2 separate regions of the Sus scrofa genome follow, and region 1 is linked to region 2. The links are chromatin contacts, called in public HiChIP or PLAC-seq maps. All regions are on one chromosome and are shown on one strand. Each heading gives the region's core, a stretch centred on a gene start, on an enhancer-like site or on the middle of the called end of the contact. The rest is flanking DNA. Distances are from core to core; before and after follow the strand shown. Region 1 holds the start of LOC100513604 (a long non-coding RNA gene). Region 2 overlaps RAD51B (DNA repair protein RAD51 homolog 2).

Region 1 (6,495 bases), core at 2,992-5,491, 530 kb before region 2:
ATTCAGGAGAAGCCCTCAGCGCAGGGCCTGGCCTGGAATGAGCATTTGATAAGAGGCAGCTATGACTCAATCTTCACAACAACCTTATGAGGTGGGTACTGTGTTATCCTCCTTTCTCAGGTGAGGAAGCTGAGCCTCAGAGAGGTTAAGCCTCTTGTTGGAGATCACACAGTGAGTCAGGAGCAGAGTCAGTATTTGAACTGGATTAGTTAAACTCTAAAGCGACAACAGTTTTTGAGATGCTCTTCCCTCCCTACCCCAAACCTGGAGGCGATTATCCCCAAGGCCTTACTTTCCATGGTTGGGGGCCACTGAGCAGGAGACTTCTTTTCTTTTTTTCCTTTCTTTCTTTCTCTTCCTTCCTTCCTTTCTTTCTTTCTTTCTTTCCTTCTTTCTTTTGTTTTCTTAGGGCCACACCTGTGGCATATGGAGGTTCCCAGGCTAGGAATCGAATCGGAGCTACAGCTGCCGGCCTACACCACAGCTCACAGCAATGCCAGATCCTTAACCCATGGAGCGAGGCCAGGGATGGAACCTGCAACTTCATGGTTCCAATGCGCCGTGATGGGAACTCCAGGAGCCTTCTTTCAACCATCCCTCCAGCAGCGAGCTGGTGGACGAGGCTTGGACCCAAAATATTGGGGATCATTTGATACAACTCATCCCCACCCCCATTTTTCAGATGAGAAAGCCAGCGAGTGAAGTGACTGTGCAAGGTGACAGGCCTAATGGGAAGATGCCTCCTCAACAATGCATGAGAATAGAGGTGGTAGGGTGGCCGGTGATTACCCCACCTCTGCCACCAAAATGGCATTGATACCAAGTCACAAGCATCCTCACAATAGATTTCCTGGCTTCCATGTGCCCCTTCCATCTTGCTCCCTTCACCCATCCCCTCCGCGAGTTGCCCAGGGGACATCTGGGTGGGATGTGGGTTCATGCAGCTGGTGAGGAACTGAGCCTGGGGGCAGGGATGGTGTTGTCCATCTACCTGCCTGGGGTGGATGGGTGGGGGAGTCCAGGGCAGCCTCCCGTGTCACCAAAGTGACTCCAGAGCAGGCACACCATAGGTAGTTGAAAATGCTCACTGGAGAAATGGCTGCATCCTGGACTGGACGTAGGGAGGAGAGGAATCGTGTGTTGCACAGGTGGGTACACGATACACCATGTCTTCTCCCCATAGCTCACCTGCAGCCATCAAAAGTGGCTCTCCTGCAGGCTTTGGGCAGGAGCCTGAGCAGATCTGGTTCAGGCCACAACAATTTCATGAGCCAGGGGCACCTGGCTGAGGTTCTGGCAGGTGGGACACCATCCCTCGACACCGTGGAGAGTGGCTATGGGCTCAATATCCAGCTTCCCTACCCCTCTCCTCTGAACCTTGCCCCTTCTGGAGAGGCAGGTCTTTGGGTACCAGATGCTTAGAGCTGGGGACGGTGACCTGCCCACCTCCAGCTCTGTCCTCCGGTCTCTGCATCCACGCCCACCATCTATGCATCTCACCTGCTCTGCCTGCAGCCTCAGACCATCTCCCACCTCCCCAGGCTCTCTGGCCTCTGCCTTCTGGCCTTGTTCATGGTTCCCTCAGAGAGGGAACAACAGCCTCCCCATCCCAAATCTAAATTCGTTTTCCATGTGTATATGTTCTTTGAGTGCCTTATTCTTTTCCTTCACTGGAATTTCAGAACTTTTTCAAATGGAATCTTATATTTATTTATGATATATATTTATTTATCTTATATTTATTTATGATATTTATTTATTTATCTTGTATTTATTTATCTATTTAAACAAATCTGTCTCTGTTTGAGGGGGACCGCATGAAGGTGGGAACTTGGTGGCGGTCATTTCTGGTCATGTGTCTAGCAGGGCATATTATATTCCCAAGGAGTAAATGACAGAATCCCCAGGACAGAATGAGCAACCGAGCCAGTGCTTCCATAACTTTAGTCTCAGGAGCAGCGGCAGCAGCAGCTCCTGGGAACTTGCTAGATAGACTTTGGGTGTGGACCCAGCAATCTGGGTTTGAACCAACTGGGCACTGGGAGTCAGGGACACACAAAAGTTTGAGAACTAATGCTGTCGGATCAGCGTTCACTGTGGCAAAGGGCCGCCTCTAGGAGACGCGGAGGATGGGCAAGGCCACATCTTCAAATGAGGCAAGGGGCAGCCCTTCTCTAAGGAGGGGCGGGCCGACCCCACCCCGGCCCGCCGTGCTGTTCGGCGGACTGGCCACTGGAGGGCAGTGCGACCACGTCCATCGCGCCCCTGCTCGGGCCGCAGGCGGGAGCAGCCCTCGGAGCAGCCGGGGAAGGCGGCTGCGGTGGCTTCAGCCAGGAGAGAAGACATCGAAAGGGATCGCGGCCCAGGCTGCGGCCTCAGCTCACCGGCCTCAGACGTTCTCAAAGGCCAAAGGGGCCCCGCCGGCGTGCACCTGCGGCCCGGGTATCGCCGAGGGGTATCGCCGGGTATCGCCAAGACCCGGCCAGCCGCCTGCAAGGTTCGGAGTTTGGTTCGCTAGGAGCCCGGAGGCCCCGGAGGAGTGCCAGCCGCGCAGGGGAGGAGAGGCTGTCAGGCCGCAGAGGGCAGAGCGCCAGGAGGGCGGCGAGACCTTGACCGCCTCCCCAGAGGCAAAGGGCAGCCTCCCGCGTGACCCCCTCCGAAGTGCAAAACAAGTCGCCATCTTGGCGGCGCCTTAACCCCCTCGTGGCCGCGGGCCCTGCCGGGCTAGGGAGCAGGGTGGGGTTGGAAGCTGCGATGCCAAGGGGCTGGGGATGATTTCCAAGAACTTCAAGAAAACCCTGAAGCCTGGCACCTCCCCGGGAGCTTTTGTAAGGGAATTGGCTTTATTCCAGTCCGCTCCTTTCTTCTTGCCTCATAGGCCAGGAGCAGAAAGCCGCGGGCAGCAGACGTAGCTGCTAGTGGTCATCAGGTGTTTGGGGCAAGCTGAGCGCCTGGATCCCAGACAAGCGTGTATCCAAGTGTCCTATGGTGTTGCTCACAGCATGCAGTGCAGCTTCTTCACAGGCTGCCAGTCTCCAAGCCGGGTCAAGGACAAGCAGGCTGGAGCAGAATCCAAGTAGTCACCCCTTTCAGGCCCTCTCCACGTGAGGACTTTGCCATTCAAGGAGCCAGAGGACTTGCTGGGCCCGCTGCCCCTGTGGTCTTATACCTGATCTGGTTCATACATTGATCTTGGCTCTCTGTGATTGGGTACTTCTCAGCTTCCAGAATATTCTTGCTTCTAAATATCAGCCCTTCAAGGTCCAGCTTAAATATCAGCTCCACCAGGAAGCCTTCCTCCATACTCCCCTCTTTGTTTTCAGCAGCGCCTGTCTTTTCCGTCCCTGCCCACCTGTAGTGCCAGTTGGCCTCTGCTGTGGAACTCTCCTCTTTTCTTCTCTGCACCCTCCCCCCACTGAATTGTGGGCACCTGGAGGGTGGGGACAGTGTGACGGTGGTCTTTGCATCCCCCATGGTGCCTTGCACAAGTGGGTCATTCCAGAAAGGGTGGTTGCAAGAGAATCATGAAATTATTGAATGGGTTTTGGTGTTGTAAACAACTTCCCAAACATTTTGAACCTTGAGCAAAGAAACATGTAATGGTGTTTTCTTAAGCCCTGTCATGGAATCCTTTTGTGTGTTTAATTGCTTTGTTATTTTTAATGGAAACGTCTGGGTGCCATAGGAACAAAAACCATGGGTCCAAGCTCTACCAAGGGGACGAACCACAGGGCTCCACACTGTGTGGCCTTGGGGTCGGAGCCTGTGACATGGGATGGCAGGCAGCAGGCCAGTCCCCAAGGAGCAGCCAGCCAAGGAAGGCCTGTGCCTCTGGCTGGGTTTGAGGTCATGATTTCAGGCTGAGATCTCAGGATGAGGTAGAAAAGAAGGTGCCTGGAGAGTCTTGGAGAAGGCCAAAGCTCAAGGAAGACTCTTTTTTTTCTTTTCCTTTTAAAAGAAAAAGCCAGCGTGCCCCATGAAGGACTCCAGAAAACCCCTTTCATGCCTCACTCACAGATGATTTGCTGAAGGCTCATTAAGGGGAAAACAAAGAGGTGGTTTTGTTTATTTATTTAAGAGGAAAAATAAATGAGCTGTGACAAAACAATTTGAAATCAGGCCCCTCTGAGACCTGGGCTTTCACTTCCTTGATGGGAAGTAAAACAGAGAATCGAATCCCCCTCCAAATAAAAGTGAAGTTAATAATCAGACAGCTCGAGCCCTGGCCACATCCTGTGGCAGCTCCCTCCCTCCCTCGGCTCACTGTTTATAGCTGCAGAGCCGCCCTCGGGAGCCCAAAGTGGCTTAACTCTTTCCTCCCCATCCCTCTGCATCCCAGGGAAGCCCAGCGCTGCTCTGAGGCTGGCAGGCTCCTCACACCCTCTGGTGCAGGCCTGGCCTCTGCAAGCTGGCCTTCCCCAGGCCTGCCCAGGGACAGGGGGCTGGAGAGGGGGTGTGCTGTCCCTACAGGACGGCCAGCCTGCCTCTCAGCCTCTGGCTGAAGAGTTTTAACAAGCCCAGCTTAGATCTGAGTGGTGTCTTCTGCTTGTCCTGCACAAAACCCACAGTGGGCTCAGGAGGGCTGGACTGGGTACCTCCTTCCTGCTCCACCTCTCCAGGGACACCCTAGTGAAACCCACTCCAGACACAGGGCCTCTGCTCCAGGCAGCCTCCACAGCCCGATGGGCTCTGTGAACTGCATTCTGATGGAAAGAAGCCCAGACCTTTGGGGCTTTGGGCTGTGCTGTGAGCAGCGCTCTGCCTGGTTCTAAGCTGCGGTCTACGAACATTTGAACATGTGAAGGCCTTTTCTTCAAATGCTTTCCCACACTGTAACTCACTGCTCTTGGAAGCAGTTGTTACCCTCATTTTACAGAACAGGAAATGGGGGCACAGAGGGTTAAGTACCTGCCCGGTGTCACAGAGCTGGTAAATAGCTGAGCTGGGATTTGAACCCAAGCATTGTGGCTCCAAAGCCACGGCTCCTAGCCCAGCACTCAAGGTCTCCCCACAGAGACTGCTTTCTCCCCTGGAGCTGGGGGTGGGGGGCTTTCTGCAAGCTTGGAATAATCCCACACTTGGATTTCAAAGGTCCCCAAGCCTAAGGACTTTTGAGAACCTTAGAACTTTGTCTTGGGCTCCCCCACCCCGCTTTCTGTTTCTTGCTTGGGATGAAGGCACAGAAAACATGCCCAGGGGTTCAGTGGGTGGTGGAATGAGCAGATGTGCAGCAGGCGAGGACGAGACAAACCTTTCATCTGCTTGGGAGGAGGTTCTAGAGCAAGAACCCAAAGAAAGTAGACCTGGACTCCTCTCCAGTCCCTGCCAGCCCTGTAGCCTGTGGGTCCCTCACCTGAAGTCACACTGGCTTCCGGCTGAAGCTTGTCTTGCAGGAAGCTACTCACAGTTGCCTGTGGGCAAGTGGCAAAAACTTATGAGCTGGCTCAGTGGGCAGTCTGCCTCTCTGGGGTCTCTCCCTCTGCATGCCCTGGCTACTTAGCTTTGTTTTTGGAAGCATGTCTGTTGCCAAGTCCCCTTTGGTGGGTGCCTCTGACCCTGGAGGGTGTATTGTGCTGCCCCCTGGTGTCTGGAGGCCATCATGCCTGCTCTACTGCTTAGTGCTCCAGAAGCTCCCTTTGCTCAGGGCCTGCTGGGCACCCTGAATGGCTTGCCCCCACCTTTGGGAGTGAACTAATCCACGGAAGGCCTGCTTTCTTAGGATGTAGGTTGCCATTCAGAGCCACGGCCCAGAGTGGCAGTGTGCTATTCTTCATTTTCGAATTCAGTCTTCAACTAGAGAGAAAGCTCTGGGGCTCTATCCCAAGTGGCCTGTTCTCAGTGCAAGGTGGCTCCTCTGGAGAGGGAGGCAGGCAGCAGGGGCTTCTCGCGATACCCCAAGGGGCTGACTCTCAGCGTGATGCCTGTCCCAAAGAGGGCTCTGAGAATGTGTGCCTTGACTCTTATTTATGTAGATGTTTAAGCGAAGCATCTGCATTTCCAATGGAGCACCCAAGATGGGGTGGCTGCATTGTGGGCCTGAGAGGCTGGCTCAAGGGTGACATTTGCCAAAACCCCCTCATATCAGACTCAGCCTTTCTTTATTGGTGCTTACAAGGGCTGGGGTACTGTATGACCATCAATCTCATTTATCCCACATTCTGGGAAATGGGGTATGTGTGCTTCTCCCCATTTTCCAGTTGAAGAAAGTGAGAATACTTGTCTACTCTGTTCTAATGGCTGTCTTCTAGAAAAGAAAGTTAATTGTGGTTTAAAATACATTGAAACCTATTTATTTATTTTTTGTCTTTTTGCCCTTTCTAGGGCCACTTCCTGCAGCATATGGAGGTTCCCAGGCTAGGGGTCTAATTGGAGCTATAGCTGCCTGCCTATGCCAGAGCCACAGCAACTCGGGATCCGAGCCGCGTCTGCAACCTACACCATGCAGTTCATGGCAATGCCGGATCCTTAACCCACTGAGCAAGGCCAGGGATCGAA
Region 2 (7,211 bases), core at 3,518-6,017:
GTCAAAAGGCGATCATTTCTCAGGGAAACAAATGAGAGTAAATGGGATCTGGCCTAAGGTGTGTGAACGGGTTGTGATTTTAAACAGAGTGAGCATGAGAGGCTGCGTGGGACAGGAAAAATATGAATTTGAAGGCACCGAGGGCAGCAGGCATGTGGATACCAGCCAGTTCGCTTCCTCCTCATCAGAACTCTTTGAAGAGAAATCCCCTAGCGCTTTAATATCTCATCTCATGTGGAAATACCGAGAAAGTCGAAAAGAGAAAAAACCTAGAGCCTTTGCTTGGCCCCTAACTTGCCAAAAAGACATACCGTAAGGTGACAAGAAAATATATACACAGATCATCTACTGTTCCAGGTGGAAAGGTATGGTTGGGAGGCTGTGCGCAGGGAAAGGGGGGAGGGGGGCTAAATATTTCACCCATAGAAAATTAGCTCTGTCTTCCCCGGGCAATCTGGCCGATGTCTCCGTCAAAGCTCTCAGTCTACAGATGTTAGCGTTATGCAACTATTCTCCATAAAACTGCTCTGCATAATAGCCAAAGACGAGCTGAACCTCTGGGATCGCTCCAAAAAAACCAAGAGGACCAGCTACATGACCCTCATCATGAGTACACAAGGCCTAAGCCATCCTGCCATAAGCGATTATTACTTGGCTAGGGTCTCCTGGGAGTTCAGCCTAGGTCTGTGGGAAGTTACAGAGATAATCTCTTCATCCGAATAAAAAAGAGTGCCTCTATTAGGAAAACCCTACAAGGCCATCCTCCTATTCCAGAACTTCTAAATAAGAAAGAGCCAAAGCCAGGCACTGAATGTTGATACTTGGCCTCCTCTATGAGTGGCCTCTCGTCAAATCGTCTTCTCCTTCAGCTCCTAAGTGCTTTCCTTTGGCTGTATTTGAGGAGCCAGCAATACATATGCCATGTCACCGCCTGTACGGGGCAAGATCTCAGGGCATCTCTCGAAGCAAGGGCAACGAAGCAGCAGTTTGGTAATGGAAGTTATGACTGAAACGCTATTACCCGGCTTCATGCTAGTAGTCTTAGAGACGCTTTGAAATTTATTTCTAGTCTTGATTTCCCTGTTGATCAATGGAAAAAGAGAGTCGTTCTAGAACAGCTGTTCCAACTGGCAGCTCTGCACGACCAGAGGCCTCAGATCAAGTGAGCAGCTAAACCCAGGGCCCTGGTCCAAGGCCTGGGCTCCAGCATGAGATCACACTGCTTTTCACGAGGCAGGTGGTGCAAAAGAAACGAGAGAGAAACAGAGAGAGAGAGAGAGATTGAGAAGGAAGAGCCGAGAAAGGTAGATAACTTCAGCTTCCATCCCTCACTGAGTCACATGTTAGATGTCTGCTGAGACCCACCAGGTGACAGGCATTGTTCCGAGAGTGAGAACAGAGAGCAGGGCCAATACAGCCTCTGTCTGCCCTGTGGAGGGAGGGCACACGCTAGTCGGGGTCCAACAAGATACAAAGAGATGAGCCAGAAAATTTCAGATGTGACCAGAGACATGAGAAAAAAAAAATCCTATGGGCGGGGGGGCTACTGATGGGGTGGCCAGGAAAGCCTGTCTGAGAGAGGACACTGGCCCTGAGAGCTGAGTGACAACCCAAGCCTGCGGCAGAGTCCCAGGCAAAAAAGATGTGTGCTAAGGTCCTGAGGCAGAAACAAGCTTGGGATGCTCTGAGAAGCCAAGGAAGACCCATGTGGCTGGAGGTTAGTGATGAGGAGAGGGCTCAGAGAGGTGGGCAAGGCCGACTCGGGCAGCGTCTGGGAGGCTGGCACAGAGGCTCTGGGTGTGGCTTTATGAGTGGTGGGAGGTCCCTGGCGGGTTTAAAGCAGGAGAAGGACATGATCCAGTTTAATTCTGAAGAATTAAAATTCCAACATGAAATCCCCCTTGCGAAGGTACAGATTTGGTGTTCTGTGAAACACACCTAAAAGATTCACGAAGGTTCAGTCCCTCTTGTTTGAAAGAAAGGGAGGGAGGGAAGGAGGGAAAGAAGGAAGGAAGGAAAGTAGGTACAGAGGGAAGAAAAATATCCACCAAGGTGCCACTTCTTCAGGCTGCTACGAACTGACGGACGTTTAGGGATGGAAACAGAAGGTCATGGCTCAGCAGGAGAAAGACCCATTAAGGGCCTAGACAGGAGCCCGTGGAGTGTCCTCGGAGCCCCATTTTCTTGAGACCTAGGGGAAGAAGGTGTTTGATCCCACTGCCCCAGCAGAATCTTAACAGTAGTGACAGGCCCGAAGCAGACTATTTCTAGCTGGAAGCACTTTCCAAGAATTCCAGCTCATCCAAGGCAGGATGTGGTCCCACTCCATGGGTCAACAAGCGCTTCTTACATCTCTACCAAATGCAGGGCAGGCACAGAAAATGATGAAAAAGCAAATACTGTATAAATTACAGATGTCGTGTGCCTTGGAGCATTTGAAAACCTCATAGGGAAGATAGGAGAGAAGAGGGAAAAATCCACAGAACTCCCTTCACATATATGTAGATACCTAGAGGCAGGGCTCACACCCAGGTCTTTGTATTCCTGGTTCACCACTGTCTCGGGTGAATGAGCTCACAAGGCCCAGGGTTCATAATTCGAAATCCAATGAGATGTGATCAGACGTTTTGGAGGAATCTGTAACTCCTCCGCCTAGTGCCCCCAAGAAGACAAAGGTCATCCATAAACAGCCACTTGGCTGAATGCACTTCAGCAAAATTCAATCTCTTCCAACCCACCATCAGTTTCGCTTCCCCATGGGGAAGCTACAAAATGTACACAGGAGGAAGTGAGAGTGACCAGCTGGTGATCATCTGTCTTTTTTGAAAAGGCACAATCTACACATGATCTATATGCATACCCAGAGGCAAACGGCAGCCTGCTGTGTGTGGTGGTGGGGTTGTGTACACACGCATACATATGCATTCTAACAGCTCAGCCAAGAAAAATAAGCAAGACCTAAATGTGTCTACAGAGTGTCTATGGTGATCTGGCCCAGAGAGGGAAGACAAAATTGGCCTGCTCTCTCTGGCCAGGAAGGAATGCAATTCTCTTCTTGCTGCCCACGGAGAAATGCCTAGAACCCAATCAGAGGCTTTACTTTATATGTTAGTCTCTACTCTCCACTCAGTTTCCAATGGAAATGGCATTGAGGTCACTTGTTTAAAATGACAGTGGTTTATAACAGTAGTTTGAGAGTCTACACTGAAGCCTCTGGCACCCGACTTGACATCTGAAAAGCTCAGTTTTATCCCTGTGAAATGGGAACTGTGAAACTCAATGCTTCATGGTCTGGGCAGTGGCAGTGTGTGCATGAAATAAACTGCTGAATTTGTGATGATTAAACATGGCAAAAACAGCAAAAATATGAAATTTTTGTATTATATTCATACCCAACATGATACATATGGTTAATCTGAGGTTAACTCAGATATATCAGCTGAATAGATTCTAATCCTCTATTATCAACCACAGAAACATGAGTCTGAATACTAGGCCCGTGAGCCGACTGTGTCAAAGGCATTTCCTCTACAACCATGGGGAGGACTCTTCTCTAGGTACAGGTACTCCAGGAGCTCTGGAGGGAAATTCCTCTCTAAAATGGCTCCTATCTAGAAGTGCTATCTTGTTGATTAACATTAATATTTTGCTACATAGTCCATCAAATCCTTAAACACTTAATTCTCATCTATTATTATTTCCTTGGATTTTTTTTTTTTTTTTTTTGCTCTTTAGGGCCACACCTGTGGTATACGGAAGTTCCCAGGCTAGGGGCTGAATTGGAGCTACAGCTGCCTGGCCTACACCACAGGCACAGCAACGTGAGATCCAAGCCGTATCTGTAACCTACACCACAGCTCACAGCAATGCTGGATCCTTAACCTACTGAGCTGGGCCAGGAATCGAATCCGAGTCCTCATGGTTACTAGTCAGGTTCATTACTGCTGAGCCACGACGGGAACTCCTCTTTTTGGATTTTTATAGCAACCTTCTGAGATGTGGAGAAAAGCTGTTATTGTCCTTATTAATAAGACGAAACTGAGGCTCAGAGAAGTTACTGGAATTGCGCCTTTGAAAGGAGGTAGGATTCTCATCCTAAATTTTGACAGTATTCGACTATCGTCATTTCTGCAAAATACCATCCTTACTCAGCAGAATAGAAATTAAAATTAAACTTTAGCAAAACTAGAGTTTCAGAAGGCAAAACAGGGTTTACCTGAGGTCAGGGGAGGGGACTGATTGCAAGGGAACATGAGGGAATTTTGGGGGTGATGGAAGTGTCGTTATCGGGTTTACATATTTGCCAAAACTCAAGCAAATTATATGCTTTAATGTATGTAAATTAAAATTTTAAAATGTGATGTTAATCTAATCCCCCAATTTTACTTTCCATAAACAAGGGAAATTATTGCCGTTTGTTAATCTCTTTCTACTGCTTTTGTCCAGAAGGCTAATTATCTCCTTGGAATGTTCTAGCAGTAAACATGTTCCGTCATCATTTCCTTCATGTTAGATGCAATGGCATTCTAGGTTTGCATAGGGGGATTTTTGTTCCTATGATACCATTTGTATTTGCCCTATGTAGTTGCCTACACTGAGGTATGTTTTTAATATTTGTGGTTGTCACAAGGTTTCTATGATTAGGGCTACTCTGGGGATCTGAATCAGCTGGATTGTTCACATTCAGAGCTCAAAACCAAAAGAGCAAACATTTCCAAAGAGCAAAAAAAAAAAGCAATGTCTTTCCTGAGAGCACAATATACTTCCCCTTTCGGAGCTGCCTTTGACACAGCTAAAGGGCACACAGATCCTCGGACGCAGCCTACAGGGGCAGATTCACAAGTCTGCTTTTTGGGGTGCGGGCACTCAATGAGAACTCAAGGCTCTGGTCTCCTGCTTTGGAACTGATTTGGAACCCTGATTCTGTACTCCTAAAAGATGAGCCCTCTGTCTCTGCAGCTCTGCACAGTACCCAGAACTACCTAAATAAACGGTTTGCTGATGGCTTGATGAAATAGAAATATTTACATATTTTCATAGCACTTTACAGAGTGCCTTCACATTTATTAGCGCACTTGAGGCAACAAATCTTGGGCATTCAGGGCTGTGATTAACTCTATTTCATAGAGATATCAAAGTCACCAGGAATATATGCTGTTTGTCAAAAGGCACTCGGCTCTTAGGTGGTGGAGTTAGAAGTTTGTTTTAGAGCCTGTCCTCTGCTCATTTACACCACAGGGCCTCTGATAACTTCACTCAGATCAAAAAGCCATGGGCTTCCAGAGAAGGAAGTCTCTAACATGTATTTCCGAGAGTGCAGACATTGATCACTTTGCTAGACAAGGATTTCCTCATTCCTCATGAGTTGGGGAAGAGATAAAGAATAAACAGGAGGGGAACATCTCTCCACCATCTACAAACCCTGTGCATACACCTTATCCCATTTGGTGGCATGACATCTCATTTACTGTGCATTCCAACATCACTGTATTTATAATCCGTATTTTGCTGAGCAGTCATATTTATCCCTCAGAGCATTAGCCATCCACTCCCTCCTCTGTGAACACTTCCCTGATCTTCCAGAGCAAATCGTTTTCCTTCTCTGGGTTACTTGATTCATACCAATAGAATAGCATTTACTATCTTACACTGTGCAATTAATTTTTTCATACCAGTCCATCCCCCTAGTCTGGGAACACCTTAAAAACAAGCACCATTGTCTCATTCACTTCTGTGCCACGGGCACAGCACCTGATACCTGGCAGATCCCAAGGAAATTATTGCTAAAAACTCACTATGGGACCTAACAAGTATGTGTGATGTTCTTAGCCATAAATGAATGATCCGTCTTAAGAGATCAAAGTTTACTAAGGTCAAATGAGCTACTGTTCCAAAGACACAGTAGCTCTGCCATTATAATCCTACCTCCAGCTCCAGTTTAAGAAGTCCATTTTAACCACTGATAAAAGTTATCGTAGGGCGTTCCTGTCGTGGCGCTGCGCTAACGAACCTGACTAGTATCCATAAGGACTGGTCTTGCTCAGTGGGTTAAGGATCCAGTGTTGCCACAAGCTGTGGTGTAGGCTGCAGACATGGCTCAGATCTCAAGCTGCTATGGCTGTGGTGTAGGCCGGCAGGTGTAGCTCCAATTTAACTCCTAACCTGGGAAACTTCCATATGCCATGGGTGCAGCCCTAAAAAAAAAAAAAAATGGTAGCACTGGTGTCTAGTTCATAAGGGTCTGTTCACTCCAGGCATCAGGGTAAGAGGAAGCCCTATCAGTAGAGGGAACTGGATACAGGATCGGAAGCTGAGATCCAAAATGATCCAACTCATTCCAAGATATCTGGTCGCTTGGCCAGTATTCCACACAATACACTTGATCTAGATTAACCCATTTTTTCACACCAAACCCTGTGATAAGTATATGCTATTGGGACGGTACGATTCAGAGAGATAAAAGTCTTTAGACCCCATATTCCATGTTTTTCCCAGTATTCGGCCTCCAAGCACACAGTTTCAATTTGAGAAAAGTAATACCCAAGGCAGATGAGAAGTGGTAAAGGAAGTTAAAACACAAAACTAACTGCGCTCTCTCACGTCCTGCCATCCACGTTCCTTGGATCCTCAAAGTTTCTGACATCTTAGTCAATACTCTGCCATCCCCCCAAACCAGATTCAACGAACCTCTTCTCTGCCTAAACTAATTCCTGGCCTCGGTCTCCTCCGAACCTTTTAACTGTCTTACTGCTCCATGAAAGTTCCAATAACCAACTTGTATCCACTTTCCGTTTCCTCTCTTTCCTAGTCTCTGAAAAGTTAAATACCCTATGAGATGCCTCCTGTACCTCGGGCGTTCTCCACAAATTGGTAAGGTCACTGGTAATTCCATAGTTTCAATTATAGGCTCATCCAAAATCTCACCAACCCCTGGCCATTCAAAATATTACCACCTATGCAGAAACTTTCTCTTCTTTTCCACTCTGGTAAATTCACTCTCTAAACCTATATCCCCTGATACATGTCAGAAGCCTGGTTCCTGCAGGTAAGTCATCCCTATCTTGGAACTCCTCAAGGACTAGGAATCTTTTGGGCATTGAGATTTCCCTTAGGGTGGCCCCCAGGGGGCGAGGCGTGTGGACAACTCTGACGGCCCTACCACTGATCACCAGGAGAAACACAGCCCGTCAGAATCGTCCTACTAATTTAGG

The links. HiChIP or PLAC-seq counts read pairs in DNA pulled down with a chosen protein or histone mark.
Region 1: a contact with region 2 is called in an H3K27ac HiChIP or PLAC-seq map of alveolar macrophages. The contact joins two enhancer-like sites. A contact is called at or near these places in 2 of 2 datasets of contacts at active chromatin or transcription factors (alveolar macrophages and skeletal muscle).

What each region holds. Positions count from the first base shown.
Region 1 is chr7:92,513,652-92,520,146 of Sscrofa11.1, reverse strand. It overlaps LOC100513604 (a long non-coding RNA gene), which reads left to right and starts at 1,301. Exons shown (of 2, transcript XR_002345988.1): 1 at 1,301-2,497; 2 at 2,879-3,643. Within about 2 kb of position 4,241, at least 42 of the 83 cell types and tissues checked have an H3K27ac peak or open chromatin away from gene starts, as enhancers often do. A contact at or near this core is called in alveolar macrophages, where this site is marked.
Region 2 is chr7:91,985,152-91,992,362 of Sscrofa11.1, reverse strand. The region is part of intron 8 of RAD51B (DNA repair protein RAD51 homolog 2); the gene reads right to left. Among named protein-coding and RNA genes, the nearest start is that of RAD51B, 400 kb to the right of the region's middle. Within about 2 kb of position 4,767, at least 15 of the 83 cell types and tissues checked have an H3K27ac peak or open chromatin away from gene starts, as enhancers often do. A contact at or near this core is called in alveolar macrophages, where this site is marked.